Regions from separate parts of the Gasterosteus aculeatus genome. Here region 2 is linked to region 1. The links are chromatin contacts, called in public Hi-C maps. All regions are on one chromosome and are shown on one strand. The core of a region is the stretch at or near the end of the contact, and the rest is flanking DNA. Distances in the headings are between cores, read along the strand shown. Region 1 overlaps syne1a (spectrin repeat containing, nuclear envelope 1a). Region 2 holds the start of syne1a (spectrin repeat containing, nuclear envelope 1a).

Region 1 (5,583 bases), core at 2,174-4,673:
CTTTTATGTCTGCTTTTTAAATGTAATGAATATAAATAGTACTGAACAGTCAAACACAATTAACATATTTTTTAGACCTATTTATTGTAATCAACAGGGCAACAGGCCTTCAAATCAAGCAATAGTACAAAAGTCCTTTTTAATACTTAACTTAATACAAAATAACTGTTTCAGGCATTTGCCTGAAGGCAACTGACTCGACAGTTGACAGGATGCTTCTCATCTTCAACATACCGAGCAATCAATCTATTCAGCTCTGCCCGGTTTATCCGCTGCACTGCAGTCCGTGTAAAGTGGAGCCTTGGTTGTTTGCGTGGAGCGGCGCCTGCAGCATCCGCGGGCCTGCGGTCTTTCGTCATGAGCGACGCGATGCTGTTTACGTGCACGTACGGCGACGATTCTGTGACACACAACTTTTGGTGGCCACAACTATTTTGTGCTGACAGGCAGCTATTTACTTACTATTTGCCAGCCCTACGCTTCGCGTCACAAAAGAGAGTAACACGAGTAACGAACTCATTTCAATTTCAGTAATTGTAACTGCGTTAATTTATTTTAAAAAATGCTTCGTTACATGCTTGTTACCGCTAAAAGTAGTGAAATTATACAGTAATCCCAACACTGATAAAGACAAACATACATATCCTCAGCAATTAAGTACAGAACTTCTCTGGCCTGTTTGGAAATAAATATAGTGTCAAGTCCTGACAGAAAAAAACACGATTGGCAGCAATGTAATGTTGTTTGTGTTGTAGACGGCACATGGTGAGGTCATCAGCAGGCGTCAGAGTGTGGAGCGCATGACAGAGCTGCAACAATCCAAGTACCAGGACCTCCAGGCGGGTCTTCCTTCTGAGCTCAGTATGCAACTGGCTGAAGTGGCTCTGGCTCTGGGATCCGCTGAAGACCAGGTGACCTCTCTTGGCCAGCGTTTAACTGGCATTAACTAATTAGAGCTGTAAAATGTGAGTTTAGTAAGTTAATCGAGTTAAAAGCGCATAACAAAAGTGAAGCAGTGAGCCTATGATAGTATGTACCACTGAAAAGCTTCCACTCACTTGTATGAGTTCTACTCGGGTCTGGTCTATGACATTGTCAATGTTAAATGTTAAATGTTAAAATGTTAGTTTTTGATCTGCTTTAGGTCCAGGCGAGAGAACGGGAGGTTCAGCAGACCAGAGATGTGAAAGAGGACTTCAGCCTCAGACTCCAGGACATTGACGCGAAACTGAAGACCATCGCTCTGAAATTGGAAGACAAGGGCGCCGACCTGGAGGAGGCAAAAGAAGAGACCAAAGTAATCAACTAGACAGATTGACTAATTAACAAGCAATTAACCCCTGTTAAATTGACTATTCATTTTGCAGATGTTGGGGTTAATGATTGTTGGAGTGTATGAATGGCATGAACTGAATTCTGCCTTCAACAATGACCCACTTGTGAGAGGAGTATCCCAGATGGGAGACACAGCCCAACGTTTTTCCTCTTCTGCCCATCTGTAGACCCACAAGGCTTGAAGTGTGTGTAGTTAAATGAATACCGGAGCCTCTGTTGCTCTATAATTACACACTCTTCTCTTGTAAAACCACAATTTCTTATTTTACTTTCACTACAGTTGCACTTTTATTTTTCTCAACTTGACTTCCTCTCCTCTCTCCTGTCGTTTTGCCCTGACCTTCTCTTGCAGGTTCTTTGTGAAGAATGTCAATGCTGTGGTCGCTCGGTGGCAGAGTTAGGAGTAGTGGTGCAGGAGTTTGGTGAGCAGAACCCTCTGCTGTGTAAGCAGCTGGGCGACGCCGTGGCCAAACTGACAGAGGTGCAGCGGCACACCACGCAGCAGGTGCAGGACAGAGCCAACAGACTGAAGAAGGTGAGACTTTCTTTCAGTTCAACATGTGATGTAGACTCTGTCAGTTCACAATGTTGCTCCCATAAACAAACCAAAAATACAGTGCACAGTGTTATATTTGTCATTCTTAAACGTTTGTCTTGTTCTTCCTTTGCTGAGCAGGCAGAGAGACAGGTGGAGGAATATCGGGGTATGAAGGCATTTATTTTGGGCTGGACAGAGAAGGCAGAAGCTCTGGTGACTGGTGGTATAATCTGGGGGTCTGCGTCACAGATGCAGGAGCAAATTCGAGCACACCAGGTGAGCACACTACAGTAGAGATGGCTTTAATATCTCTGAAAGAAATTATATTTATTTGTCCAAAAGATTAAATATTAATATCCCCTATATCAATTTAGTTAATCTGAAGACGCCCCACAAATTAACAGTTAATTAGGGTCTCTCACTTATTGGATTTTCAGTGAAATGTCATGTACTGTTGGCCGACCTTAATTAGTATAATTACACAACACAAAATGCTCCTCTGTCTGATGTGTAATTTATGTTCCTATGTATGTTCCTATGGTGACAGGCGTTGCTGCGGGAGTGCCGTGGTCTCCATGGTGACTTGGAGGCCATGGGGGAGAGGGAGGGGCAGCTAGGGGAGGTGTTGCAGACGGAGGGGTGGATCCAGCAGGTGAAACACCTCAGCAGACACACCGAGGAGCTGCAGCAAACTGCCAAGACTCGCCTCCAGAGTCTGCAGGATGCAGCAAAGGTATGAACGACGTACTGCCTTTAGACACCAGTACTACTTCACCTCAAAATTATTTTTAGCCTCATCAAATTATCTTTATTATGAAACGTACTTACTTTTTTTTTTTAAATCAGAACATTTTGGTGCAAAACAAGGACAACAACACAACAGTGGCCTGTGGCCGTGGTCATTAATGAGTACTGCACCATCATAATTTTATCCACTGCTTTATCTTGTCGTGCAGCAGTAATTTGTTACGGTAATCTTATTGCCATACACGTGGTATAATAATAATATTTTGTGCTTTTTTATAGATTTCTGGGTCTAGAGTGTAGATATAGCATGACTTTTGTTACAAATGTAAATTGAATATAACATGAAATACAATATAACATGTAATTTGTTGCCTTCAGGACATGTTGCTTTTGGAGGCGGAGGTGAAGATCCTCCATGCTGCTGTAGACCAGATCCAGATCACACTTGCCTCGCCAGACCTCAACAGACTCAGCCTCAGAGAGCAGCTCACACAGAGACAGGTGATAAAAATGTTTTAGTAAAGATCAGAATTTCAACATTAACAGAATACTGCACATGTATGTTTGCATGTAGACAATTACAAATACTGTAATAAACTGCGTCAACTTAGAGGCAACTCTTCTCATTACAGCATTGCTTACTAACACACCCAACAATTCCTCCTCACTCTCTTGCAACCCTCCATTCCCTTATAAGCGTCTGCTGGTGGAAATGGAGGGCTTCAAGCAGCAGGTGGCGGCAGTACAGCAGTGTCAGAGCGCCCTCCGGCTTCCAGAGGAGGTAGTGGCCAGCCTGACTATCTGCCGCACAGCTCAGATTCTGCAGCAAGAAGCCAGCCAACTGCAGCACACCACCATCCAGCAGTGCAACATCCTGCAGGTAGAGGGCAGTTCTGTCCCCCCCTAAAACGACCAAATGATCTGTCAAGATAAGAACTGTAAAAACTGAAAAATCGTCATGCCTCGAAGCGGTTGACATCTATATTGGTCATTTGTCACCCTGTGGGAGGAGTTCTAGAGTTCTACATTGACTTGCCACTGGTTGCTCAAACTCCTGCTGCAGCGTGCCAACAGGCCATCTCAGGAATGCCTGTGTTTTTGTCGAGCCCCTATTAGACCACTGCTATCCTCCTATCCTTGGTTTTGGGCTCATTGTAATGATGATTCATCCAAACTGAAGATTTGAAACAAAGAGTCAGTCTGTCTGATCTTTTCTGAGGATCAAATGTGTGATCAATAACTGCAATATTATAAGTTTTATCTTGGAGGTTTTGCTTACGCAGACTTTGAGATCTCATAATCAACAGAAGAGGTGTTTAAAACGTGTCTTTACTCCAACAGCAGCAAATCTCAGATGTCTACCTTTAGGATTTAAGATATTTGAATATAATGTCTTCATCACCTTCTGTCAAATGCCCCACTGGATATGCATGTAGTTACACTTAGTGATACTGTGCATAGTAATCGATATCATGAAAGCATTGTGACATAGATGGTGGAAGAGATGATGTCTGACACTGACTCCCTTAAAGTAATATGTGTCACATTTTATAATTATTTGACAAAATATGCGGCTTCAAGCTTTCTTTGTTATGATTTCTCCTTCCCAGGAGGCTGTGGTGCAGTACGAGCAGTATGAACAGGAAGTAAAGAACCTCCAGAGATTAATAGAAGAGGCTCACCGCATCATCCAGGACCGACCCGTCTCCACCAATAATATCCAGGAACTTCAGGCTCAAATACACCACCATGAGGTCAGTGAGAAACATTCTCTCTCATATAGTTATTAAAACATATATCATATACAACTTATATCTGGTTTTGACTTTCCACAAAGTTCGAAGCAAAATATTGTTTATGATATCATTGTAAGCTGTAGCCGGAGGATGAGGAATCATGAACAACACTTTTGGCCATATTGTGCAGTTTATGATTAGTCTTTATTGATGAAATGCACAGCTTGTTATCATCAAGTAGGCTGTGAAATAACAGCAAAGCAACAGGGACATAAAGAGTTTCTGGACATTGACTGTAATGGAGATAAGAAGATCACATCACCAGGATAACAGAAGAGAGGCCACTTGGCATTTGACAAGACGGTGATTGTCTGTTGTCTAAAAACGTTTCTAATAAGGCCCAAATCAAGCACCGATGTTTGAATCATAATATATTTCCTGTGCTTTGCAACAGTGTAAGATATCAAGTCAAGGCAGCACTGATGCTGCACATCTTCAAGTAGTCGTGGACAACCGTGACGACGGAAGCAGTCAGAGCCTTTGTCAGCCTGTGTTGTTTCTGAAGGCATCAAATTCATAATTTTCTGCAATTTATTTATATTTTCTTTCCCATTTTGTTGATTGATTCAACAATCAGGGATTGTTTGTTGCCTCTATAAAACCATAAACTCTCGACTAAATACTGCAGTACAAATGTCAATGTGTTATCAGATCATTGCCACCAGATACGGCAGGTGTGAAAAAACCTTGGGTTGTGCCCCTACAAGCCCAACTCAAAAACATTCCTCCAGTAACTGATGGTTCATGTAAAGATAGTCTGCATTCCTTGGAAAAAAAGTTCTTTGTGAAGTGTATCTTTTTTTGCGAGGCCCGTGCTTTTGGTTGCAGTTCAACTTTGCTGTGTAAAAGCATTTCATCTCCTGCTGGAAGGAGAGAGGTGGCAGACTGAGAGACAAAGACCTGCAAAGAAACAGAAGCAAACACTTTTATTATTGCGTTTCAACTTTATATGCTCGGCTCGGGCAGATTTGATCTATTCCTATTACTTGACGGGGAAAATATTGACCCTGCTGTCTGTAGGTATTTTATTGCTACTGCAATCTCTGTGCCGCAGAGTGACTTAGCAAGGGAGTGTGTTTATGTCTGTTTGCTCTCTAAGCTGAGCAGAAAGCTGCAGCGCTACTGGCCCAGTTAGTCACATGACCTGATTATGAGTGCATTGACCAT
Region 2 (5,583 bases), core at 1,009-3,508, 80 kb before region 1:
TATGGCGTCTTTCTGTCCCGTCTATGAACAGTAGATGGCGTAATACTCCAGGATAACTTCACAGCACGTCTCACCATGTGTCCTGAAAGCCGCAGAGAGACTATCCAACATGCAGAACCAACCAGCCGGTTTTAGTCCAAAGGAAAGAAACCTCCAGGTTGGCAAATCGACTGCTATTTTTTTTTTTATAAAGAAATGATATAGCAGCCAAAGTGACATCTAGTATTTAACATGCAACATCACCAATTAAGGAAAGGAAACCTCAATACTAGATCAAATGTCTTGTTGAGTGAGTTTTTCAGTACATGTATGGTTACCAAACAGGATTTCTCTCTTGCATAATGTTGATTTTGACATTCAGGTTAGCGCGAAACTTTATAATGAGATTTTAGAAAACTGCTGACTGTGCATGGAAGAGATTACCACACAGGCGGTCTCGGTCCCGGGCTCTCAGCCCGTGCTCTGATGAGATAAGAAAACGGCTCTTAATGGAGACTGGGTCGGCTACTATAGGAAGATTTTCTATTGACCCACGTGCTTTGTCTCCCCTCACTGCAGCAGCAATGTTTGCTGTCTGTCCTGCTGAATCCGTTCAGTCCTGCAGGGCTCCGGGCGGCAGAGGTCACCCCCACCAGAGCTGCGTAAAAATGTGGGGATCAGCAGTCCGTCTGTGCTGCAGAGGAGCCAACAAATCCAACCGAATCCCACAATTTATCACAGTGGCTGAACAGTCGGAACATCTGATTATGACAACACAACAACAAAAATGGTTAGATTTGTATTTATTGTGATGCATTGCGTATTTAGTTGTTCCCGTGTGGGTTGAGCTTTAACTACCAAGAGAATTGATTTGCTCCTGGTTTTCATACGACACTAGCGATTGGGTAAGCATATCATCCTCTGTATGGCATATTTAGTACATAACGTAAGCTCCTTCGCCCTCCCCACATCCCCCTTCACCTGCTCTAATGCCAGCATCTTATTAACATAAAGCCATTCCATAAATTAATCCTCGAAGCAGCTTGCACTACGACGTCATCACAACAGATTGAATCAACATGCCCTGCATCTGTGCATTCTGTCGGTGGCATTCATCGGCCAAATTGTGAAGGTGATCTGAAATCAATAATAATTTATCAGCTTCTATGCCCACTTTGTTTATGTCAGGGACAGAGGAGTCCCTCACTCTGCTGGCCGAGGCTGTGGCCAAAGTGGTGTAGGTCCCCTTTAGGCCGCTCTGAGCTCTTCTGAGATGATGATGAAAGGACTTGTCTAATGGGATTACACATCGTGATAAGTGCTCCGAGGCGAGTGTTTCATCACACCTCCCTCCTGCCTTTCAGAGAGTGGCATTGATCTGCTGTGCGATGGCAAATGGCGGATACAGAGTTTTTGGAGAGACGTTTTATCGGCTGCGGTGTGTTTTGATCGATTGTTTACTCGTATCGATGCCTTTCTTTCCAACTCCACGTGTCACACTTTATTTTAGAAGGAAAATGCACTGTGGCCTAAAATGCTCCTTAGTTTTCAGAAAAGTTGTTGAAATGGAAGAAGGCAATGATGAGATGAAGCGAATAATACAGGAATTCATCGTAAATCAAATAGGGACTTTTATAAAATTGCAAATCAAACATTACTTAATACTTAATCGTTTTTAGTTGACTACATTATCAATTACGTCATAATTCAGTTTACAACCGCCGATTTATCATCAATTTACATTTTTAAATTCACTTAATAACTATAATAAGCCCACTAAGCACTCATCTGAATCCATCAAGATGTCCCGTATTGGTCTATCATACATACTGTACATATTTATTCATGCACACATACATTGTATGTAAATTGCTTTACATATTCATACATCTATATAAATATACACTTATTTTTTACATTTCCTCAACCTGATCACCTGATCATCAATTTCAGTCGTGATGCTCGTCACAAGGAAATTACAATGACAATTCCGTTTTAAGATGGATTTATCCTTTAACATAGTCAGTACGACTGCTTCATGTAAATGAACATCCAGTAAGAAATGTGTTGTTGTCTTCGAAGGCGAGGTCTGCTGCAGCAAACTCTGTCCTCTGATCTTCCGTTGTGTCTCTCGCTTGCTGACAAACACTTTCTCTCCCACACTTCTTCATCTTACAGTGGCCCCGGTTGGCACGGGACGCTTCCTTTCATGCCATTGGTCCTGAAGTGAGAAGGAAGAGCCATCCCTTCTGATTGGACAGAAGGTGGCAGCACAAGCAGACCAGGAAGCTGTCTTTACTGCAGAAGTAGAAAGGGCTCATGCATACTGTATGTGATTGCTGGCATACACGTACAGTATGAACGTACATCATCATCGTCGGGGGGAGGAGCTTCTCTGAGTGAGAGGATTGCAGACGACTGCTGCAAGTCCGATGACTTGAAAACACCAACGCAGCATGCAACATGGACAGGATTCAGCTTTGACAGCCTGCAGTCAGTGGGGAGTGCCAAACTACTGCGGCTTAGTCTGAGTCCTGATCAGCATCAGAGACTTGCCAGGGTGACGCACCGAAGTTGGGACGTGATTTAGATGATCTCGGGTCAGCAGCATGGCATCACCCAGGCGCTATGGACACTCCACGCGGGATATTACCAATGTGATGCAGAAGCTGCAAGGTAGGTGTAAAATGCTTACTCACTCAAAACCCTCCACCTCGGTTCTGCAGCGTTTTTAGGGGTGACCTAGTGCTTGGCATGACACAGCAAAACCGTGTGAGCTGGAGAGATTTACTGTTACTGTAAAACAGCTCTATGTGTATGTTACCTTTTCTGCCTATGAGTGTTACCTTGTTCTGCTCGAGTTCAAATAGCTGATAAACGTGTGCTACGTGAAGGGCATGACAGAACTGGACATGCAAATATCACAGCGTGCAGTGCTCAAGCACATTGGATATTTATACGTTAGAATCAATTACGTTTAGTCTAACATGCAGTGTCTCACAGCACATGGCTTTATTTTCTGTTGAGTTTGTTTTTTGCTTTTTGATCGTTAATGCAGATGCATGCATCGTAGAACTCTGCAGTATGGTAGATTTAATGCCTTACAGAATATTCTTTAGCGGGAATAGGACCAGTAACTAAGTAGATTGAATGAACCAGCGTGTGAGAGATTCGGTTGTTGTATTTTATTCACAAACCTGCTGTGTGTGTTTTTGTGTGCACATGTGTGCACATGCACATTATGTCTTTCTGTTTGTGGATAGACTGGGAAGCAGACAATAGAATAGCTAATCCCCAGAGAAGCTGAAGCTGACAGGGTGAAGTCCATTCCTTGATGTGGACACTTCACACTCACTGGGGGAATAACAGCCATTTAAAAAAAATACTCATGATGCATCCAAACCAGCAATTCATTTTGCTCTTATCTCTATTTCTGTTCTAACTATTTCTTTCATTTGAACACCGTATTTGCAGCAGATCTAAATATTTTTTCATGTTTTTCATTTTCCTGCAAGTCAAACAAAGAGCGTGTATTTTTTCTTAGCCGTTTCACCACCATACAACAATGTATCCCTGTGTGGCGTCATACATCCCTCATGATAAGATTTATGATACTTGCAAAGTAGCAGGAAAGTCAGCTGACACCGGAACTGGGATCCAACATGGCTGCTCCCTGTGTGGCTTCTGAGGTGGCAGTTTCTGTGAAAGCTGAGAACAGCATCAGCAGCCACGTGGCTCCTCTGCATCACTGTGTGCAGGTGTTGGTGCACACCGATTGATCTAATTTTAGAAGCTCCCCCAGAAGATGTCTCTCCTGTGCAAGGACCGATCAGAGAATCAGATGATTTATCACATTGCACTGCCGAACAACTATTATTTATGAATAAGGATATAATTCACACACAAAAAAATAGTGTTTTTTTTTTGGAAGCTGCGTAATATTTAATCTATGCAGAATATGTAGTAATTATGCATAAATTCAGGACTATCATTTAACACTACAAGACACTAAATTACATAAATGAAGCCGCTCTGTCCCAACTGTGGCTTGTGTGACAAAAATACTATGGACGAGGGTCCGTCCACATCATCTAATTACATCACAAACGGTCTCTTTCCTGCTTTACTCTCACTGTCTGGTGTCATACAAGCCTTTGAGATAATAATGGTCTTGTTGCCGTGGTGATGCTTACGGAAGGATGGATTGAGGGTCCAAAGTACTGCTTAAACATTTGCCCGAACAACAGAGAATATAAAGGCTATTAAATGGCGTGCTTGTAGTATCGAGTAGAGATGTACACGTCTCACATGCGTCCTGTGGTGTCATCTGATTAGCTTTATTTCAGCAATGTTTTCCTTTTCATACAAATCACTCATTTTGCCATATAAAATGAGTCCACCACACCTCTGGTTTGCATCAGTCTCCTGGGAGACGAGCGCTGAACCTGTGATGATATCATCAACGTGTTCTGTCTGAATCAAAGAGAAACACCAAAGAGAACATAATATGAGCTAATTTAAGGCTATCATGAGCATGTGTTTGTTGTCTTTGGTATCGTGCAGTGCTTCTTTAGGTAGACATGAGCTTTGTGGCAAATTAGATCTCTAAATTAAATCAATGTCCCCTTTGTTCAGGGTGGCTTGCTATTCACTTCCCATGGTTAGCTAGTAATTCTCCAGTGGGATATGTGTTCGCAAATTGACTGCATTGACATGTTATTTTCACTTTATCCGTGAACCTCAATATGATCTTATTTCTAAACACTGGAGTGTCAGATAAAGGTAATACAATACAGTTATTTATGTATTTTAAAGCCTGATAAAATTAGCATATATTGTTCCTCCTCTCTTGAGATGATGTTCTCAAATTAGCCGCTTCCACAAATCACCAGCAACTATGAAATAAACTGTACACCCCTCAGGCTCAATTTAGAAGCTGTAAGTAACCACTCAGCGCGACATCAAAACTTTTGCCCCAGTTATGGGTTGGTGCTTTTCATCTTTTAACCGTCTCTTTTGGTGTACCTCTATTTTGCAGCGGGAAAAAAACAGCAATTAGTGACACCATATGGTAGAGAACGCGGAGTTCGCTTTGAACACCTCCCAGCCTGAACTCCTCCATATGCTGTGGAATTTGCCCGTTTTGTTGTCTCTCATTAATGAGAAAAGCAATGCATCGTTTTTCCTATTTCAATTCCTCGCGTTCATTCCCACCCACACCTCTGGGTTCTACCAACTGCTATCTCACCACGCGGACGACTTTGCCGAGTCTCTGTGTGAGTTTTGTGAGAGTAGTCTATGTGCTATTCTATACTTGCAATTGGCTTTTGATCCAATAATTCAGAAGGACATTGCAGCAGATTGAGTTTCTCAAACAATATAGCTTTGCGTATTGTATTATGCTTGGCAATGCAATTTTCTATTGTCACTTTCTGTAATTGTTGATCAAAGCGGATGCTGGGCAGGAAGAACGGTGAAAAAAGAGAGCAAAGGCAGTCGGCAGCATATTGATGGATGAAATAAGAAAGAAAGCGGTAAAGCAGGGAAGTAGGGAGGGATTGAGAGAAAAACAGAGACAGCACACACACACACACGTTTTTAAGC

What was found. A called contact is a pair of places that touch in the nucleus more often than the background predicts.
Region 2: a Hi-C map of skeletal muscle shows a contact between it and region 1, with 3 times the contacts expected there. The contact joins the promoter of syne1a here to the enhancer-like site in region 1. A contact is called at or near these places in 3 of 6 Hi-C or Micro-C datasets (skeletal muscle and whole body).

Annotation. Positions count from the first base shown.
Region 1 is chr18:8,959,846-8,965,428 of fGasAcu3.hap1.1, reverse strand. syne1a (spectrin repeat containing, nuclear envelope 1a) reads left to right here. Exons shown (of 147, transcript XM_078093108.1): 84 at 756-911; 85 at 1,145-1,297; 86 at 1,688-1,870; 87 at 2,012-2,149; 88 at 2,421-2,606; 89 at 2,999-3,121; 90 at 3,318-3,500; 91 at 4,231-4,374. Among protein-coding and RNA genes, the nearest start is that of esr1, 45 kb to the right of the region's middle. Within about 2 kb of position 3,423, at least 7 of the 9 cell types and tissues checked have open chromatin away from gene starts, as enhancers often do.
Region 2 is chr18:9,038,555-9,044,137 of fGasAcu3.hap1.1, reverse strand. It overlaps syne1a (spectrin repeat containing, nuclear envelope 1a), which reads left to right and starts at 2,258. Exons shown (of 147, transcript XM_078093108.1): 1 at 2,258-2,655. The coding sequence starts at 2,589.